3 separate regions of the Hordeum vulgare genome follow, and all the other regions are linked to region 3. Evidence: chromatin contacts called from public Hi-C data. All regions are on one chromosome and are shown on one strand. The core of a region is the stretch at or near the end of the contact, and the rest is flanking DNA. Distances in the headings are between cores, read along the strand shown.

Evidence for each region. Hi-C and Micro-C count contacts between places; a contact is called where the count stands out from the background.
Region 1: a Hi-C map of leaf shows a contact between it and region 3, with 2.5 times the contacts expected there. The contact joins two enhancer-like sites. A contact is called at or near these places in 2 of 6 Hi-C or Micro-C datasets (leaf and seedling).
Region 2: a contact with region 3 is called in a Hi-C map of seedling, with 7 times the contacts expected there. The contact joins two enhancer-like sites. A contact is called at or near these places in 4 of 6 Hi-C or Micro-C datasets (leaf and seedling).

What each region holds. Positions count from the first base shown.
Region 1 is chr1H:336,125,311-336,128,867 of MorexV3_pseudomolecules_assembly, forward strand. No RefSeq gene overlaps it. Among protein-coding and RNA genes, the nearest start is that of LOC123410504, 110 kb to the right of the region's middle. Within about 2 kb of position 1,506, at least 1 of the 3 cell types and tissues checked has open chromatin away from gene starts, as enhancers often do. A contact at or near this core is called in leaf, where this site is marked.
Region 2 is chr1H:336,236,032-336,239,253 of MorexV3_pseudomolecules_assembly, forward strand. No RefSeq gene overlaps it. Among protein-coding and RNA genes, the nearest start is that of LOC123410504, 4.4 kb to the right of the region's middle. Within about 2 kb of position 1,285, at least 3 of the 3 cell types and tissues checked have open chromatin away from gene starts, as enhancers often do. A contact at or near this core is called in leaf and seedling, where this site is marked.
Region 3 is chr1H:335,778,539-335,781,634 of MorexV3_pseudomolecules_assembly, forward strand. It overlaps LOC123434655 (pyridoxal reductase, chloroplastic), which reads left to right. Exons shown (of 8, transcript XM_045115525.1): 8 at 952-1,481. The coding sequence ends at 1,137. It also overlaps the pseudogene LOC123399041. Among protein-coding and RNA genes, the nearest start is that of LOC123434655, 12 kb to the left of the region's middle. Within about 2 kb of position 1,398, at least 3 of the 3 cell types and tissues checked have open chromatin away from gene starts, as enhancers often do. A contact at or near this core is called in leaf and seedling, where this site is marked.

The DNA of each region.
Region 1 (3,557 bases), core at 256-2,755, 350 kb after region 3:
TAATAGTTCATTCGACTCAACAGCAAAAAGAGGAGCTACGTGATTACCATACCACAAAGTTGAAAGTAAGACAAATTTGTAATATTTGGAAATCACACTTGATCTTTGCATCCCAAGAATAGATGATGTTCTATCATTGTATGTTCTGGGATACATTAATTGATCAGCACTTATTATATGAAAGTGCAAACATCTAACTATGAAATTGTTATATTATGAATATTTTTATGTCCTAGCTCTATTAAATAATTTCTACCTAGGCAATCAACGTAAAAGTGTTACTAATTACATGTCCACTATCTAAGGTCGCCCTTTCTAAAATGTCATCTATATTTTGATGGTGTGTGCACGTCTAGCTGCAATACATAGAGTTGTAGACCAAAATGACAATCATATTTCTTAAATTGGTGTCTATGAATTCCAACAACAAGTAACATATCACTACACGATTTGGCCAAACTTTGGGGAAAAGTTAATTTTTACATGCAGGACACATATTTGTAAGATGGTCCATACCCAACCAAAGCTTAGACTTTATATTAATTGTCATGATTAAAACCGTTGCATGTTCTTGAAGTTGTACGCGAGTTTTCACGAAAATTTAGTGTTCTGCATAGCTTAGTCAACATAAACTAAAACACATATGTGTTTACATGCCGATATGCATAGTGGTTTAATACATATATAAAGAATTGCACAAAGGAAAAATTTGGGTTCATACGGAATCTTCCACTGGTTCATGCTATATCTATTGAAATTTCACTTTGTTTGTTATATAAACGATGAAGCATTGCGCTTTGTACATATGTACCTTGCCTAATATGATCACATGTCAAGCAAGCTATAATATGTAAATGTTTACCCATATTTGTGAATATATTTCATGTATAGTGTCTAATAGTACAAGTACAATAATATATCAATAATCCGTGCGCATGCACGGGTTGACGACTAGTGCAATTAATTTTCCTCCAAATCTCTCGTTAAATAAGCAATGCAATTCTATTACAAAAATATTACTTAATTATGGACACAAAAATAGAATTATATATTATAACCATGCGCATTCCAATAAACGAGGTGCGTGGGCCATCACGTGAATGTGAAAGTCTCCACAATTCTATCTGGGCACCACCATAGTTGTCCGCCAAAAAACCACCCGCGGTCACCCCCCTTCTCGCCCCCATAACTCGTGGACGTAGCTACTGCCACCACCACGAGACTCGTCATGGAGTCGAACAGGCAACCTGCCACCCAGAGTCGTCGTCCCAACACCTCGAACTAATCCTCACTGATGAGGTGATGTCATAATGCACGGGCACCGCCCACTAGAGCGGAAGCATCACCTCTCACCCATCTTGCAGGTGTGCATCTCAACATGAACGAAGAAGGGCAATCCTGACTCGCAGGCGGCCAAGCGCCAAGCTCCACGCAGGAAGGCTCCACACCGAAGACTAGCCTCTGGCGCAGCCACCTCCCGGACATCACCATCAAAGCGAAATGCTGGGACCACCCGATTAAATCCGTCCTCTCCCTTTCAAACATTGGCATCCCTCGTAGTCCTAAGAGCAACACCAATAGGCCGACTCAAACGTACAATGATTTTGTTCGTTTTTCGTCCGTTTGAATAGGTTTAATGTGCATCAACATCCGTTTCTGCATTTGGTCAGCTCATGCGTTCAACATTGGCCCGACCCATTTTTTACCAGTGCGTCAAAAATAAATAAAGTAAATCATTCCCAAAAATAATATGCAAGCATTAAACCAACATCAAAAGCCGGCCACGAAGGTCGACATCGTCGGCGGTGGTGAGGTCGGGCTACGCTGGCGCATGCAGTGCTGGTGGAGGCGGTGGTGCAGCACGGGCGCGCTCGTGCCCTAGGCGCATCGTCCTCTTAGAATGGAGGTAGGCGACCTCCTCAAGGAGCAGCGCGCGGGCATAGACGACACGGGTGTTGCCGTTGTTTTTGACGGAGCCGGGCGAAGCAAGGGCGGGCGCCTCCTCCATGGCCTGCTTAGGATGAAGGTAGGCGACCTCCTCCAGGAGCAGCACGCGGGCATAGACGACGGGGATGTTGCCGTTGTTGGCCATGGCTACTGGCTAGGGTCGCCGACGAGGAAACACGGGGTGGCGAGATGGGGACGGGGGTTTGGAAGAAGATGAGGCCGAACCCCCTCCGCACACTCGGATTAAAAAAGGCCGACCGTGGACGCTGACGCGTGGGTCCGAGGAGGGCGTTCATCGTAAATTATGTTGCACACGGTGGTTGGGGCGGACACCCAGAGGGCGTGTGCGCGTCCACTTTGCGTCCGCACCGACGCATTTCAAACTCAAATTTTGGTTAGAAATGGGTCGGCGCGAACGCGTTTTGAAAATAGATAGACGTGTTGGATCATCATTTTTGTACGCGCGATCTCAAACGGTTCGCCCCGATGGAGTTGTTCTAAATCGAGCCATCAAGCCATCTCAACAGTACCAACCTCATCCGCCACGAGCGTACCAAACGCGAAGCCTGCCACCCGTCGAGTGTGGCCTTCAAGACGAAACCACTTGCAACCTGGTGCCCGCGAAGATGGGTAGGACACTTGCACGAGACCCAATACGCCCCTACCATAAGCCTCCATCGGATTCAGTTGTGATAGGCATGCCCCGAGCCCCATCGACATAGCTCATCGCCAACAATCAAATCTAGGTCGAGCCCTGACTTGGACGTTGCTCTAGCCACGGGATCATAATAGTGTCGAGAGCCCTCCACACCATGACTCCGGTGCCCACAATCGCCACCATGTCGTTCCGCTTTCCATCAACACCATGAATCTGCTAACCTAAGCCTCCATGATCGAGCTAGAGGAGAGTTAGTCTCACCGATGTCAACTCGTAACGGGATATCCCCCTCCCTCCCCCTGTGTTGCTCGATGTCAACTCGTAACGGGAAGGGAAAGTGTTTTTAGCACGAAATTCGCCCCTATGAGAACCATTAGACGTATATTTATTTCAACTACAATAATCTTACAATCGAGGTTTCATGTCATCAGATAGTACGTATCAAACTTCCTAGAAACATTTTTCCGGCGTCACTTACTCTACGGGTATCAAAGGCGGAGCACCTAGCCCTATGCGCCAACACAACCGGTCTTCCCGTCCCCCCTTTGTAGCTCACAAAGGATGCAACTGGGATAAGCTCGCATGCAAAACAGTGGCGATGGGGGTTGTCCTCCCTCTCAGCTATTGCTAGGGTGTTGCGGGCGTGCGGGGGCTCGACCTTATTCCGGTCCACAATGGAGCGGTGACTAGTTCCCAACAGAATTGTGGAGTGTGACAATGGTGAGTGGTTGCGATGGCATAGCTAGGGCACCATGTAGTTCTAGGTCGTGCAACTCGCGCGAGATCTCGGTCGGTGAGGGGTCTGGCCGGGGCTGCAACCCTCGATCTTATCATCATGTGCATGTTGATGGTGGTCGGCTGATATGTGCCCAACGTATCAATAATTTTTGATTAATCTTGGATGCTTTATATGCAATTATATTCTATTTTATATTATTTTTGGAAAGTAACC
Region 2 (3,222 bases), core at 35-2,534, 460 kb after region 3:
GAGGGTTCCTTATACAAGTTTTTCAAAACTAGAAAATATCCAGGTAAGAAACTCTAGAAGGTTTCTAAAACCAGTAATGGGCTAGCCCAGTTAGAACGATCGATGCATCTAACGCACAACCTCCACTACTTGCCGTAAAATGCAGCAAATAGGAGATTCGGCGATGGTTTGGGCATATCCTATTTGGTGCTACAGGCGCCGGTTTCTTCGCTTTCTGCAAAACGGCGCCTGCACGCGCGTCTGCTGGGCTCGGCCCATTTGTGTTTTTCTTCTTGTCGTTTTCGTTCAAAACGTTCAACAAAGATGACGCTGTCGGAATTCCAACCCGTGACCAGCTCCTTTGAGGAAAAGAAGCGTAACCACTAGTCCAACGAATGACTTGGTCCCTCTTAGCGTTTTTCCCTTTTATATTTCACACTTCATTGGGGATCCCGTGGAAGCTTCCCAAAACCAGCTTTTATTTGAGTTTTTGTTTTATCTTTTTGAAATCAAATTCGAGTTTTTTAGGAAAATGATGAGCTATTCTCAAACTCCATGAACTTTTGTTAGAAAATGACTATATTTTTCAAAATTGATGAACTCTTTTTTCAAATCGATGAACTTTCTTTCAGCTTTTTGAACTTTTTTTCCAATTCGATGAACTTTTTTAAATGATTAATGAACTTTGTTCAAGTCTGTTGAGCTTTATTCAAATTCGATGATTTTTCCAGATTCAATGAACTTTTTTAAAATTTGATGAACTTTTTTTCAGATTCAATGAACTAGTTTCAGATTCAATGAACTTTTCCAAATTTGATGAACATTTTTCAGATTCGATGAACTGTATTTAAATTTGATGAACTTTTTTTCAGATTCGGTTACTTTTCTCAAATTTAGTAAAAAAAATTCAAATTTGATGAATGTTTTTTCAATTTTGGTGAACTTTTTCAAAAAATTGTGATTTCTTGTTCGAAATCCTTGAACAGTTTTTAATTCTTAAATGTTTTCATTATTCATGATTTATTTGTTTTTTATATTAATCAATGTTAACAAAACTTACTATGTGTTAACGCTTGTACTAGAAGGATCAAATAGTTCTATTTGCTAATTGTCGACAACAAACTCAGCCTAGTCTATTGGGAAGGCTGAATGCATTCGACTTAGGAGAGCACAGATCTATTCCCACTTTGCTCAAATTATCAACCAGTTTTTCTTCGCATTTGTTTTTTCCCGCAAGTTAATTGGCCTGGCCCGCTTTGCACCGCCTGCAAGCCCCAGGATCGTTGGCCGGCGCTTACAGCGCCGATTAGGAAGGGGAGTTCCTACCTGCCGCTCACTATCGCAGGCAGCCCTGCGCCGCACAGGGGACGCCCTGATTGGGCCGGCCCATTTTTTTCCTTTTTTTCGGTTACCTTTTTCTTTCTCTCTTTATTTTCTTTTTTGTTTCGTTTTTCCTTTATTTTTCCTTTTCTTTTCTTTTCTTTTCAAAAATGGTGAACAAATTTGGAAGCTAGAACAATATTTTAAAGAACGCACATTTTTAAAATCTCGAGATCACAATTTTAAAAAGGAGAATAATTTTGAAAAAACTTTGAACAAATTTTAAAGGGCGAACAGATTTTTAAGCAAGAACGTTTTTGAATTTTGAGAAAAAAACTAAAATCTAGAACAATAGAAAAAAAGTGAACAAAACCCCAAATAAATTTGAAAGCGCGGATTTTTTTTAAAGCACTAAGATTTTTGGAATTTTGAGAACAAATTTTGAAACTGAGTACAATTTGAAAAAATATAACAAATTTGAGAGCGCGAACAATTTTTTGAATCTTGAGACCAAAAAATTTGAAACGGACAAAAAATTTGAAAACCCCCAAACAAATTTGAAAGCGCGAACAAATTTTGGAGGCACAAACACGTTTTGCATTTTGAGAACAAATTTTGAAACGAAGAACAATTTTTAAAAAATAGAAAAAATTTGGAAACGCGAACAATTTTTTAAATACACGAACATTTCTTGAATCTTGAGAGATTTTTTTTGGAAAGGAAAACAATTTTGAAAAACGGAAACAAATTTGAAGGAGTGAACAATTTTTTAAAGAACGAACATTTTTTTAATTTTTGAGAACAAATTTTGAAACGGAGAACAATTAAAAAACGTGATAGAATTGGGAAGGCGAACAATTTTGAAGTACACAATTTTTTTGGAAACCTAAAAAAATTCTTAATCTATAAACAAATTTGAAAACAGGAGCAATTTACAAACACAGAACATTGTTTTTGTAAGAAGGAACATTTTTTGAAATTTATGAACAATTTTTGAAACGGGACATTTTTTGAACTGATGTACACTTTTTAAAAAGGAACATTTTTTCAACTTAAATACATTTATTGAAACGGCAAATGGTTTTTAGAAAATGAAGAAAATTGTTTAAACTTCTCGAACATTTGAAAACCATGAGTAATTTTAGAATTAGCCAACACAATTTGAATAGGTTTTCAATTCGTGAACCAAATTTCAAAAAAAAGAAACAATTTTCGTAAAATGGGAACATTTTTTATTAAAATGTGAAAAGAAGAACATTTTTTTGAAAAATCATGCAGTTTTTGAATACGAGAACAATTTTTGAAACATGAAAAAATTTAAAATATGAAAACATTTTCGAAGCAGGAACATTTCTTGAAGCACGGACATTTAAATATAAATTAAGACTACGAGAACATTTTTCAAAATTCAAAACAAAAATTATAAAATTTCAAACAGAAAAAAAGAAAAGGAAAAAGCGACCAAAGTGAAGAAATTTTTTTAAAAGGAAACAATAATATTTCTTGAGAAAAAGTATTTTTTTAAATGGCGAACATTACTTGAAAATATGAGACATTTTTCTAAAATCCCGAAAATTTATCCAAGCTAGGAGTGTTTTTGAAAAACAGGAAATATTTGAAATCTAGAACAGTTTTATAAAATCTAGAACATTTTGTGAATTTCAAGAGTAATTTTAAAGCATGAACTTAGGCTAAAAAATAAGCATAGAAAAAAGAAAGAAAAACAGAAGCAGAAAAACGAAAAAAGAAATAAAAAAACGAAACAGAAAAAAGGACCAAAAAAGTAAAGCAGAAACCGGAACTGCCTTCAGAGGAAGACGGGCTGGCCCAGTTTTTCGCGCCCCTGTACGTTTTCCATTAGGAAGTCGCGATGGTCTGTCTTGCTAGAAGCAAGTTATACACGGGGCTCGACTATGTCCGGGC
Region 3 (3,096 bases), core at 148-2,647:
GAAAAATATAGGATGAGGTTAGCTTTGTCCTCTTATGCATTCATGCATGTGCATATGAGAAAAGGCTGAAGGAACACTTTTTCATGTCTCGGTAACTTGGTTCAAATATGATAATAATTTATGTAGCATAGATGTGATAACTTAGGTATCACAGATATGGTAACTTCTGATCAGAAAAAAAGTTGTCGGAACATATAAATATGGGATGTCTCGTTGAGACAAAAAAATTATGTGAAAATGTATTTTGAATCGGAGCAACGGTTTATGCTACAAAACGTTTTAAAGTTTGATTTTTATTGGAAACTTTGATGACACTTTGGTTTTTGTGTACATGCATGCGGATTTAAGATCAATTGAGAGTAATTAGCTGATCCACTTTTTCACAAACGAAAAGAGTGCATCAGGGCGTTGGAAAGAAAACTAAAATCGAGCGTGTTGAATAGTAAGGTAGGTTACGATCGTTTGAATCTGTTGCTTAACCTCTGACTCATAGGACAGTAGTCGCGTCCATATTTTTAAATAGCACGCTATCTCAATGTTATGTTTGAAGGGGCATCATGGTAAGGCGTTTAGTGCCAATTAGCGCGCCGATGACATGTTACCGACAAATACAGAACCATCTTATGTAGGGTCTTTAAGAAAAGATTGAAGCACGTGGGTCGATATGAAGTCAATGTAATTTGTCCTCATCGTTAAAAATATATGGCCCTGAAGTCTATGTAAGACTGTGATATGGACCTCTCCAGTCCAGGCTAATTATAAATCCCTTACCCAGCGCAAAAAAGTACTCACTCCGTTTTACAATATGAAAACATTTTTAACATTACATTAATATCAAAAACGTTTTTATATTATGAGACGGAAGAAGTAAATAATAAAAATATGGCCACACGAATCTGAATTTCTCAAACAACGCGACATCGTATAAGTTTGACCCTGAACTGAATGCAGGTGGCTATAAACTGGTGCATTTGCAAAGGCGCAATTCCGATTCCCGGCGTGAAAACAGTTAGACACGTGGAGGACAACTTGGGTGCGCTTGGCTGGAGGCTGAGCCCTGGTGAGATCTCAGAGCTGGAAGCCGCGGCGATGGAGTGCCCCAAGAAAATGGTTCAGAACATATTTCAGACCACATGAGCAAACTGTAGTACTCCGTATTAAACATGACAGCAACCTGAAATAAGAGCAGAGCAGGTTGCTTTCTCTTCTGTGCCTAGTTCAGAGTTCGGTTCAGAACTTCAGAGTTATACCATTGTATAAATCCTGACTAGATGTCTAGAGCTGTATGCTGATTGCCTGTTGAGATTTAATTAACCCACGTGTTAATTAAGAAGAATCTTCACTATCCCTAACCGTCATGCACAAGGAACGCGACTGTTCGCTCGTGTCTTTTCGGACCATCGTGTCTGTTGGACGCATCCTCAAGGGCTACATATACTTGTACTCAATCATTAATAATAGAGTTGATTCATTTTGTTGTCTCTCGACTCTCTTTCGATCTTCAACACGTTATCAGCATGATAGTTTCTTCATAGAGAGCAACTAAGCATTTCCGACACAGGACTGCATCGGCGCGAGGCGGAAATAGCACCGACAGGAAACCTCCGGCACTAGCGCGTGGAAAAAGGCCACGCCGAACACTGCCGTGATGCCGGCCGCGCGCAGCCCACAAACCACCGGCGGAAGCGACGAACCATTCCGTCCAAGGAAACGCAGCATGCATGCATCTGCAGAGGAGAAATCAATCAGGTGCACACAAATTTGATTTCCTCTCTGTGATTAAACAAGGAACTTCCATGGATTTCGGTGGTGCACGAGTCGGACGGCTACTGTCCATGTGCGTCTTGTACTTGGCGTCTACACATGCACCCGCTGATTCCGATGGTGCGTCATCACCCCAACTTCACCGCGCGACCTCATTTTATTCGCGTGCGTCCTTTTGGAATAGAACGAACAAATACCGCGGATCAACCTGCGGACCCAAATGGACAAATGTTTGGATTTTGCCCGTTTTCGACCCATCCTCGGTCCAAACTTGCGCCTAGTTTGGAGGAAATGGACATCGCGCGGACGCGCTCGCCGCACGCCCTTGTCCGCCCGTGGTCCGCGTGTCGGGGACACAAGTACTCCCAGAAATTCCAACGCCTCCACCCCCTCTCCCGCCCCGCCGACGGCGCCGCCGCTATTCCCCGGCCACCTCATCCCCCGGCCGTCCATAGCAAACCCCGTCTCGACATGGCCGCCACCACGCCCGCGCTTTCGCCGTAGTTTGGGCGTCGATCGGAGGAGGTTTGGCCGTCGCCGTCGTAGCCGGCGGCAGAGTGGATGCGACCGCAGGCGACGTACCACGGCGGCCACGACAGCTTCCGACGAGTGCTCCAGAGCAGCCAATAGCCGGCCACCAACCACCCCTGCATCGAGGTAATCATCGCGGCCTCTTTGCCACCTCGAGCGCAAGGTGTTCGACACTTTGCCCGCAAAGGTATGGACAGTGGTGATGAGTTTTTCTTCCACCACTTCATTTATTCATCGGACGATTCGTCGTCCGATGATGAAGATATTGTGGTGGCTGCAGTGATGGTTCACGACCACATTCAACGGAAGCTTCCTCAGTACAAGGGGTCACTCCCTGGACGTGCTCCGAACCTGAACCGCAACAGGGAGAGGGGTCAGGCCCTGCTCTATGCCGATTACTTTGCGAACACACCGCTCTTCAAGCCGGATAAATTCCGCCGCCGTTTTCGTATGGCAAGGCATATGTTCAATCGTATCCGAGAGGGAGTGGTTGCTCATGACCCATACTTCCAGTGCAAGACGGATGCTCTTTGCAAGCTAGGATTCTCCTCTTACCAGAAATGCACCACAGCCATCCGCATGCTTGCATATGGAATTTCAGGCGATCTGGTGGATGAGTATGTGCGTATGAGTGCGACAACATGTCTGATGTCAATGTACAAGTTCTGCCAGGCTGTGATCGAGGTGTTTGGCCCTGAGTACTTGAGGCAGCCAATTGCCGCTGATACAGAGAGATTGTTGGCGAACCAACGCAGCTAGAGGCTTTCCAGGCATGCTTGACAGCATAGGTTGTATGCACTG